2 separate regions of the Gossypium hirsutum genome follow, and region 1 is linked to region 2. A link is a contact called in public Hi-C data. All regions are on one chromosome and are shown on one strand. Each heading gives the region's core, a stretch centred on a gene start, on an enhancer-like site or on the middle of the called end of the contact. The rest is flanking DNA. Distances are from core to core; before and after follow the strand shown. Region 1 has its middle 12 kb from the start of LOC121205029. Region 2 holds the start of LOC107945824 (putative RING-H2 finger protein ATL69).

Region 1 (5,128 bases), core at 1,836-4,335, 170 kb before region 2:
AGTCGGAGACCAAAGGCCGGACTTTCCCCGTTCTCTCCTTTTCAGAGAATTTTCAACTTTTTTTAAAAAAACCCGGTGTAAAATGAATTTGTGGCTTAAGTCTTAGTTTATATAGCCTCAATGAGACGACATCGTTTTTGCTTAATCTAATAAGCTCAAAACAGTGACGTTCTAAAACTTCCAGGATCAGCGGGTTGACCCATGACCCGGGAAGGATCCGCGTGTTTTTGGAGAATGGGCAAATTACCCGATTGATCCTCCCGTGTTTTCTGAATTTTCAGTTTGATTTTGTTTTAGTTTTAATTTAGCCCTAGTGTTCTAATTTTGTTTCAATTTGGTCCCATAAGTGATTTTTAAAACAATATCCAGAAAACGGCGTCGTTTAGGATTAGGGCAAATTGCCCAGGGAGTCCTTTGTCGTTTTTAATTCTTGCAAATCAGGCCCAGAATTTTTATTATTTTGCAAATTAGGCTTATAATTATATTTAAATTCAATTTTAGCCCTTTTTTATTATTTCAAATTTTGTTTTTTTTATATATATAATTTATTTATTTTAAAAAACTATACATATATTATTATCAAAAATACTATTTATATATTTGTATAAAAATTTTTGTTTATCATATATTATTTTCCTATATATATTTACATTATATTTTATTATATAACATTTATTATATTTTTATTATATATTACTTATTTTTTTTATTATATGTTATGTATAATGTATATTATCTATTATATTATTTATGTTTTATATTATTCATTATATTATTTATAATTTTAAAATTTGTAAATTATTATTATTAAATTATATTTTTAACTCATATTATATACATATTTCATTATTAATCATTTATTTATATATTATGTCTTATTTCATTTTAAACTGATATTTTTTATATATCATATGATTATTTTATAAATTCTTTTACATACTTTTTATTTTATATATTATTTTTTAAAAAAACTAATATATTTTTATTTTATATATAATTATTATTCTTTTGTAAATTTTTGTTATTATATATTATATATTGTATATTAAATACTATTTTAAAATTATCATTAAATATCATATTTTTATTTGTATTATAAGTATATTTCATTAACAATTACTCACTTTATTTTATATTTTTATATATACTAATTCTTTTATATATTTTTATATTGTATATATCATTTATGTATTAAATGTTGTTTTATAATTATTATTTGATGTTATATTTTATGAACATGTACATTGGTATTATATTACTATTTTTTTTATTGTGTATCATGCATCATTTCTTCATTATTACTATGTATGTTTGTATGTTTTGCTTATTCATCTTCAATATATGCTATGTATATCTTTATATATATGATGTCATGTAATGTATGTATCTAGTATATGATCTTTGTATTATTGCCATTGTATCGTTTAAATGCATGTTTTATTCACTTATTATTGCAATATTCTATTCCATAATGATAATGTGATTCCTCATACATTAATTAAAAAACAAGATTCTAAAGTTTTTAAAAATAAAAAAGGTAATGCTTGGTATTTGGAAGCTTCGAGAAAAGTAGTGCCCTAACTTATTGGGTTGCAATTTTTCTCGTTGAGTTCGAATAGTCAAGTACCCTTCTAAGTTTTTAAAATTTTCAAAATACGAGCAACTGTCTTGAAATTTCAAAGCGTTGTGTCCTAACTTACTGGATGTGGCGGTTTGTCGTTTCGAGATAAGGATTTCCAAAAAGGCTAACTTAGTGTCAAATATCTTAAAAATATTTTGTCCTAACTTATTGGATGTAATATTTTGATTTATTTGATATAAGTGAACCCTAATTTTCAAAAATCAAAAATATTAAAAGAGGATTGCATCTTAAAATTTTTAATTTCCGACCTTAAAGACATTTGATAATTAATTAGGTACCAATTTTTGAGCGTTACGGGGGTGCTAATCCTTCCCCGTACGTAACCGACTCCCGAACCCGTTCTTTTTATTTCGTAGACCAAAACTAATGATTTTAAAACAAAATGTTTTAAAGGTGATCCAATCACACCTAAAAAAATTGGTGGCAACTCCCGTTTTCGTTTTTCTTAAAGTCGATTCCCATTTTCCAAAACTCGATTTAAAAATGGTCTCGGCATCTCTAAATGGATAATTCTGTTTTTAATATGTGATATTAAATAAAAGGAAATATGATCCTGAATGTGTGTTAGGGTTTTTCCAGAGAAACCTAGGTATACAAGTTTTTTTTTTATGGACTTTGAAATTCGTTTTGTACATTTTCATTTTATTTTGATTTGAAACTAGCATTCATTTTAATGAAGATAGTACGGAGGATATGCATAACTGCAGAAGAATAAAATAGGATACGAGAACATTGTTTACTTTAATTTAATTTAACAACAAACAGGAATTATCACCTTTTTTTATCAATTAAGATTTATTAACTTTCGTATTATTAATAATTAGATTTAAAAAATAAAAATAGAGTAACTAAAAAGTACAAAAGCTGGAAAGATATAAAATGACAGGAAAGTTTCGGATGATAGTAAACCTAGATTTTAAGTCTTGAATAGTGAGAGGATGGATAATGACAACTCCAAAACTGCTGTTAGAAAGTAATTTCCAACTTGCAATTTAAGAACCTTTGCATGATTGAGTGGGAATTTTGAAGATAGAAGAGAAATAAATTTTAAATATGTTTGACTGAAAATAACATAAATTATCATTTTAATTTAGAAGAGAGAATTGTAAATTATTTCAAAATTACAATTTTTTTTCATTTTTTCTTATTAAACACACTAATAAAAAGAAAAAATGTTTGATTTTCCTCTCTTTTTTCAACTCATTCAATTTTACAATTTTTTTTCTTTTCATTCCACTCTATCAAATTACCATAAGAATTAAAAAGTGATTTAGGATTTACCTCTATAAATGCTTTAACTGATGAAATAAAAAGCAAGGAAATGATGGTGATCTGGTTGGGTGTTGAGTCAACTTTCAGAAATAAATTTCAAGACACAAGGGAAGGCCAAGTAGGCCCTTTTAACCCTCCGAAAGGAAAAAGGGTAAAGCGAATGGAATAGATTGATTTGCACTTTGGAAGGTTAATTGATACTATGTTTAGGATGCAAACCAAACGACATTGACTTAGACTAAAGAGATCACGCGTTTTCTAGATTATCAATTAGTAAGACCAAGTCAGCCTCAACTTATCTCTTAATTTATTTTATTTTTCATGTATTTAACATATTTAGCCTAAGATGCAAAAAAACATATTTAGTCTAAATCATTGCGTATAAAGTTTGTCAGGCTTATTCCTATGACATTCATCCTCCCATTTACTTTAAAATTTTAAACTTGGATATATATATGAAATGGTTAAATCATATTTAAATTTGATAATTATTCTTATATTAGGTTTTTAATTTTTTTATTTAAGTTAATCTTTGAATTTGATAATTGTTTCCATATTAGAGTTTAATTTTTTTATCCAAATTTATCATTGAATTTTTTTTATTTTAGTCCCTGAACTTTAAGGTTTTCAATGAAATATCAAGGATTAACTTAGACAAAAAAAAATTCAATCCATAATATGAAAACAATTACCAAGTTTTGGCCACAATTAATGCACTAACCCAAAGAAAAATTGTTGATGACTAGATGATCCCTTTTTAGTTAAAAAATTTGAACTCGGATATATATAGCCAGGAAAAACTTTTTTGGGGTAAACTACTTGAATGGTCACCCAAGTTTTAAGGTGTTTTATGTAACACCTTGATTAATTATATTCAAATACAAGTAAAACATGTGTATAATACAATACATAATCATTTTCAAGTCTTATACGGGCTTACGAAAGCTTTTTTGCTAACCTAAGGTCAAAATAGGACCAAATTGTAAAGAATTCAAAATGTCAAGTTGACATCACAACTTCGGGGGTTCCTCGTTGCTGCACAAGTCATTGACTAGGTCTTGTTGCGACAACAAGGGTCTGACGTCGTGACATGACCATTTATTTCTAAATGGTCCAAATTGGTACCTATTCCATCCACTCATTTATACAAGTTACTCCTTACATTCATTCAACCAAGCAAAGTACCATAATTTAATACTCTTTCCTAAGCATTTAATAGCATTTAACACAATTTATGCATAAATGTTACTTCCATTTCACCACTTCATTCAAACTTACAAGTAATTACCATGTTGATAACCTTTTAACCCTTTGGCATACTTGCATATACATATGGTCACAAATTTGCAACACCTCATGCATTTCAAATATACCAAATTACCAATTCTAACTTCTAAAGTTAACAAGTTCAAACAATATGCAAAATTGACCCGACCTAGGTACATGCCATATAATGCACCAAAGAGAGACTATATAAATATGGTTGAGTCGAGGATCTCTGGCTGGGTGCTGGAATCACTTCTGAAAACCTCTAGTTGTACCTATACTTATGCTCAGTGAAACAAACCGTACATTGAGCAATAAACCTCAATGGCATTTCCATTATTCAAGTCCGTTGCATACATTCAATTTGAATCCTATTTCTATCTAACCAATATACCATTCATGCCAATTCACAATCAACATGTTAATTAACATATACAACTAAGATTACCAAATATATCATATGAATCAATCCATACATCAATTCAATCTACTAATCTAAATATTATATCATGTTAAAATACTAGTAACATTGATGCTTACAACTTCTATTTGATTCACAACATTTGATATTATTAACATGTTATTTGCAAATCAAATCAATTGATTCACCATGTTTTCAAATCGGCCCTTCGGGCTCGTATATCCGGTTTGCATGATCTTTTTCGTGCTATTGATATTTATATATCGTAATTTATTGTTGTGTCACCATATCACATTATCAATCGAATTCATATACCATTTATACAATTTTACATTTTATACCCTTATTAACCTGACTCGGACTCAAATGGATATGTGGATTCCAACCAACACGCCAAGTTTGGCACATAGTGCCTCATTGAAACGTTTGAAGAAAAATACGTATAGCACTTATCGACATATAGTCAAAGTAACCCATACTCAATCTATCCTATGGCATGCTAACTATATATGACTCTGTCCAAACAA
Region 2 (5,251 bases), core at 499-2,998:
AAAGATCGATGAAAGCTTTTTTGAATTGGATTTCCCCTCCCATTAAGTTTAATATGGACGGTTCCAGTTCAGGCAATCCAGGACCAGCAAGTACTGGTGGTATTTTTTGCGACATGACTGGTAATGTTTTTATTTTCTTTCTCTAAATCAATCGAACTTGCTAATGCTTTTCTAGCAACGCTGCTTGCGATTAAAGAGGTTGTTTCAGTCTTCTAACTTGGAGGAGTAATTTTACCCTTATCATGGAGAGAGAAAGTGCTTGCGCGGTGGAGTGGATTCGTAATCCACCTTTAGCCCCTGGAAGATTGAGATTCATGATCAATGGCATTAAATCCACTGGGCTTAGTGATATTTAGTGGTTTGTTATATTGTGAAAAAATAAAAAAATAAAGAACACACAAATTTTACGTGGAAACCCTTTCGGGAAAAAACCACGGGCAGAGGAAAAAAAAATTCACTATGTCGAAAAATTGAATTCAATACAAGAGGAATAGACTATGTCTATTTATAGGCTTGTAAAGCCATATTCTAGTAGGATTGAAATATCTTATCTTAATCAATATAAAATAGATGGAGTTTAATAATCGAGATGTTGATTTGTTAGGCAAAGCAGGGTGCTTCTTTTATTCTGCTTCCTCTTTAGTTTTTTTTCTTTCCTAATTTTTCGTGTTTTTGCTTGTTTGCATTTTGTTGTCTCGCCTTTGCTTTGTGATTATACAAACTATGTTTGTTTTAGTGTTGTTTTGAATAAAATTACTACTTTATTTTTTTAATTAAAAAAAGAGAGTATGAATTGGAATCTTGAAAATCTTTTGATAAAAAAAAACTGAACTCAAATTTCATTTATTATACAAAATTGTAAGAAATTTATGTAAATATGATGTATATTTGAAGTTGTAAACAAGAATTTTGAAATAACAAATGTCAATTTCTATTTATCACTAAATAAACATAAATTTTAATAATAACTATAAGTATTACATTTATATATTTATCATCACAATTTATATTATTTAAAAATATAAACAAACAAGAATATATATACTGAAAATTAATATATCCATGTATCACAAGATTCTCTAAAATAATCCAAGATGTCAACCTCCTCCTTTGTTTCTTTCTATTTAACGTCACAGATGCCTCAATAATATATATACTGAAAATTAACATTTTCATTTTTAATGTATCAGACCACACTAAATTATCATCATTTTTTTTAAATATATATGTAGTCGCCTTCCGAGTAAGCATAAAATGACATCTTTGAACTCATTTTCTTTGGATTATCTGGTTTACAATAAAATTCTTCTAACTTTTCTTTTTCTTGTATTTTTAAAGTTAAATCTTGTTATTATCAACGTTATTGATTTAATTTTTATGCTTTAATTTGATCACTTTTAATCTTTATATTGATAATTTTTTTGGTTAAATTTAGTTACTAGTATTGTATGTAGATTTAGTTCATATTTTTTTATTGGATCATTATAAGTCCCCATATTTTTTAAATTTTAAAATTTTAGTTTTGACGTAAATGACAATTGTTAATCCATTAACTTGATCAGTTTTAGTCAGTAATATGTGGAAATAACAAACTCACATGTCATTATACAAATGATAATATATTTTTCGTATCAGATTTTAGAAACAATAGAATTTAATAAATTTAACAATTATCGCTTAGAGAGGATTGAAATTCTAAAAATTAAAAAATATAAAGACTAAAAGTGACCAAATCAAATAACGTGGATTAAATATACAACTTTAGTAAAGCACAGAGACTAGTATCATAATTTAACCATTGTGTAATAGTTGAGTCTCTCGCAAATTACCTAACCGAGGGTGCCAACTAACTCGAGAAAGCTTAAAAGGAAAATTGAAGGTTTTTTTTACTTAGTTTTCCGGTGAGCACCAAATGACTCTATTTGAAACCATCTTATTCATCGTCTTTTTTTTCTCTCTTCAGCCATCAGCAAGCGTTGAAATTTACCGTGTTTCATGTGGGAATCAATTGGTTCGTTTCCCTTTCCGTCTCAGCAACCAACCCGATCGTTGTGGCTATCCCCGGTTCAATCTCTCATGCAAGGACCAAGCCCAAACTGTCCTTTCGCTTCCATTTTCCGGAGAATTCAATGTCGTACACATCGACTATTTGTTCCAAAATATATGGCTCAACGACCCTGATCATTGCACCCCCAAACGTCTCCTTCATGGACTTAACCTATCCAGTACTCCTTTTGATTTGCTATATCCTCGAAGCTTCACGTTTTTCAATTCCTCCGCCGCTGCATCAACACAACTTCATCAAGCAAAGTATATATCTTGTCTCAGCGGCACAAACTTTTATGTCGTGGCTCTACCGGCGGCCCGACTCGATTCGTCGGCATCATTGTCAACGTCGTGTTTAGAGATAGCGACGGTTTTGGTTCCGTTTTCCTGAACGGGTTGGTCGAATCTTGGGAATGGTCTTATGTTGACATGGAATGAACCGAATTGCCTGAGGTGCGAAAATGGAGCAGGGAACTGCATGTTCAAGAGTGAGACCGGCCTGGATGTTGGATGCTCCGTTGGTTTTACCAATGGTATGTTTCTATTTTGCGGTGAAAAATTATGGAGATTTTAGTTAAAAATATTGCAATATAGTTGCAGTGAAAAAAAAAAAGTATATATCTTCAGCTACCATAAATATATTCAAGCCTTGCTAAACATTATTTGGATGAGGAATTTATTTGTAAGGACTAAGGAGAATTTTAAAGTATTTTTTTAGTATTTGCTAAAATAAAAATTAGATTTTTCAATTCTAGATATGGATTTTGTGAAATGCTTTTGATTTTTACTAAGAAATTAGTATTTATTGTGTCATTTTATACCAATGTTTTAATTTCTAATTATTTTTTTTTCTTTTTTACCATGTTATATATCTATTCATTTTTTATTTAGTTCTCAAACTTGGTAATTTTTTTTCAACTTAATCTCTAAACTTATTTTTGTTCAAATTAGTCTCAAAATTTGGAAATAAATTTTTAATTTAGCCCTTGAACTTGAATTCCATTAAGGTGTGATGATGTGATCACCTACTTTTTTAAAAAAAAATTATATAAAATCTAAAAATACAAAAAATTTTGAATTATAAATTTTTAAAATTTTTCATGTAATGATGTGGTAGTATGAAAATGTATCATGTCATCACACTTTAAGAGAAGCCAAGTTAAGAGATCAAATTAGGAAAAGTCGTCAAGTTCTAGGACTAAAGTAAATAAAAAAAATGTTTAAGGACCAAGGTGAGAAAAATTATCAAATTGAAGGACTAAATGTTACTTTATCCCTTATTTTTTTTACAAATCTAATAATAATCATAATGCCATTTTTTATTTTTTCTATTATTGTTATTTAATTATTTGATCAAATTTCATTGTTTAAAATTCTTTCTACTTACAAAAGTACATTTATCCAAACAATTCAATTAAATTGATAAAATTATATAAAAAAATCATTCAAGTACACCCTAAAAGTAATTAATACATAATACCCACATTCAATGGTGATATAAAAATATATATACTTGCGTGAGGTTTACTAGTTAATGGTAGTTAATGGAAAATGTGAGGAAAGATAAAAATGGGACATACAGAAAGAAAATTTCAAAATTGCTATCCACTTCTCAATCTGTTGGTGAGGCATCGCTTTCATGCTCCCACAACCACGTCAGGCGGCGATTGAATTTCATACTTGCGTCTTTCTTTTTTCTTTTTTTTTTTTTAAAAGATCAAATAAAATAAGGAAGATATATGTTTCAATATTTATTTTTAGGTCTTTCAAGACATGCTAAATACGGTATAATGTTTGGTGCTGGAATACCGGTGTTGTTCATCGTCGGCTTAGTAATTTACCTCCGCAACAAGGTTGAAGAAGACTACAACAATCGGCATCCAAATCAGCCAGAACTGTTGTCGACCACCCCAAGATTAGATGCTTCCGTCAAAGGTCTCGATGGACAAACCATCGAGGCGTATCCAGTAACATTGCTGGGTGAAAGCCGGCGATTACCGAGGCCTAATGATAATACTTGCCCAATATGCCTTAGTGAATACCAAGCTAAAGAGATGATAAGGACTATTCCAGATTGCGAGCATTATTTTCATGCCGTTTGTATCGACGAATGGCTGAAATTGAATGCTGCATGCCCCTTGTGCCGTAATACCCCGCAAACATTAGCTCCTATTGTTTCATCTTCATCATAACATATGATTAATTTACTTATTTTTCTTTGTGTATAATTTCTGTATGGGATCAATGTTAAAGAAATAAAGTGAAAACCAAACCCATCATTATGATTATTTATTTATTTATTCATTATCAACACCTACCAAAACAATTGAGGGTGACTAGGAAAACACAAAAAAAAAGGAATAAATTTCGTCGGTGAAAACAATACAACATAGTAGACAGCTAAATATTGTTTTTCAGTTTCTTCTGACATGCCAACTCGAGGTCTAGAAGTTTAATCTGCCAAAAAAGCAAGAACAAACTCTACGTTGTTTATAATCCTCTAAACTAACTACTTACATGAATGGACTTCTTTTACGTTATTAAAAGAATGGATTCGATTTCCATTCAACCTTTCTTGTTCATCATCATTTTCTTTTCTTTTCAACCATCAATAAGCCTAGAAATTTGTTCTACCCTATGCGGATCTCAAACTATTCGCTTCCCTTTCAGGCTTATAGACCAGCCCCAATACTGCGGCTATCAAGACTTTAAACTCTCTTGCAAATTCCAGGAGACGACACAAGACGTAACCATCCTCACTTTCCCATATGCCGGTAACTTCAGCGTCTTCCATATCGATTACGCCCAACAAGTACTGCAACTAGGCTACTCGGTAGGTTGCCTCCCGAGAATTCTTCTTCAGGGTCTTAATCTCTCAGGCTCTCCTTTTATGTCAGTAAACACTCAAAGCTACACTTTTTACAACTGTTCAACCATGGTGCAATATCCTGGAGTTTTAAAAATTCCATGTCTTAGTGGGTTCAACTTTTATGTCGTTGCTATACCGACGGATGGTTATACCCCATCGACGTCGGTGTGTTTGGAGATAGCAAAGGTTATGGTCCCAATGTCAACAGATTGGTGGGAGGACGGTATGACTTTGGGGTGGAACCAACCTGATTGCCGTTGGTGTGAAAGCCATCAAGGAACTTGCCTATTCGAGAATGTTGGTGCAGGCTTGCAGGTCGGATGCGACAGTGCTATT

The links. Hi-C and Micro-C count contacts between places; a contact is called where the count stands out from the background.
Region 1: a Hi-C map of leaf shows a contact between it and region 2, with 2.4 times the contacts expected there. The contact joins the enhancer-like site here to the promoter of LOC107945824 in region 2. A contact is called at or near these places in 2 of 34 Hi-C or Micro-C datasets (leaf and seedling).

What each region holds. Positions count from the first base shown.
Region 1 is chrA08:77,488,813-77,493,940 of Gossypium_hirsutum_v2.1, reverse strand. No RefSeq gene overlaps it. Among protein-coding and RNA genes, the nearest start is that of LOC121205029, 12 kb to the left of the region's middle. Within about 2 kb of position 3,085, at least 2 of the 9 cell types and tissues checked have an H3K27ac peak or open chromatin away from gene starts, as enhancers often do. A contact at or near this core is called in leaf, where this site is marked.
Region 2 is chrA08:77,320,169-77,325,419 of Gossypium_hirsutum_v2.1, reverse strand. It overlaps LOC107945824 (putative RING-H2 finger protein ATL69), which reads left to right and starts at 1,748. Exons shown (of 2, transcript XM_041074681.1): 1 at 1,748-2,579; 2 at 3,808-4,338. The coding sequence starts at 2,468. The coding sequence ends at 4,238. LOC107945835 (RING-H2 finger protein ATL20) reads left to right here and starts at 4,428. Exons shown (of 2, transcript XM_016879982.2): 1 at 4,428-5,251. The coding sequence starts at 4,568.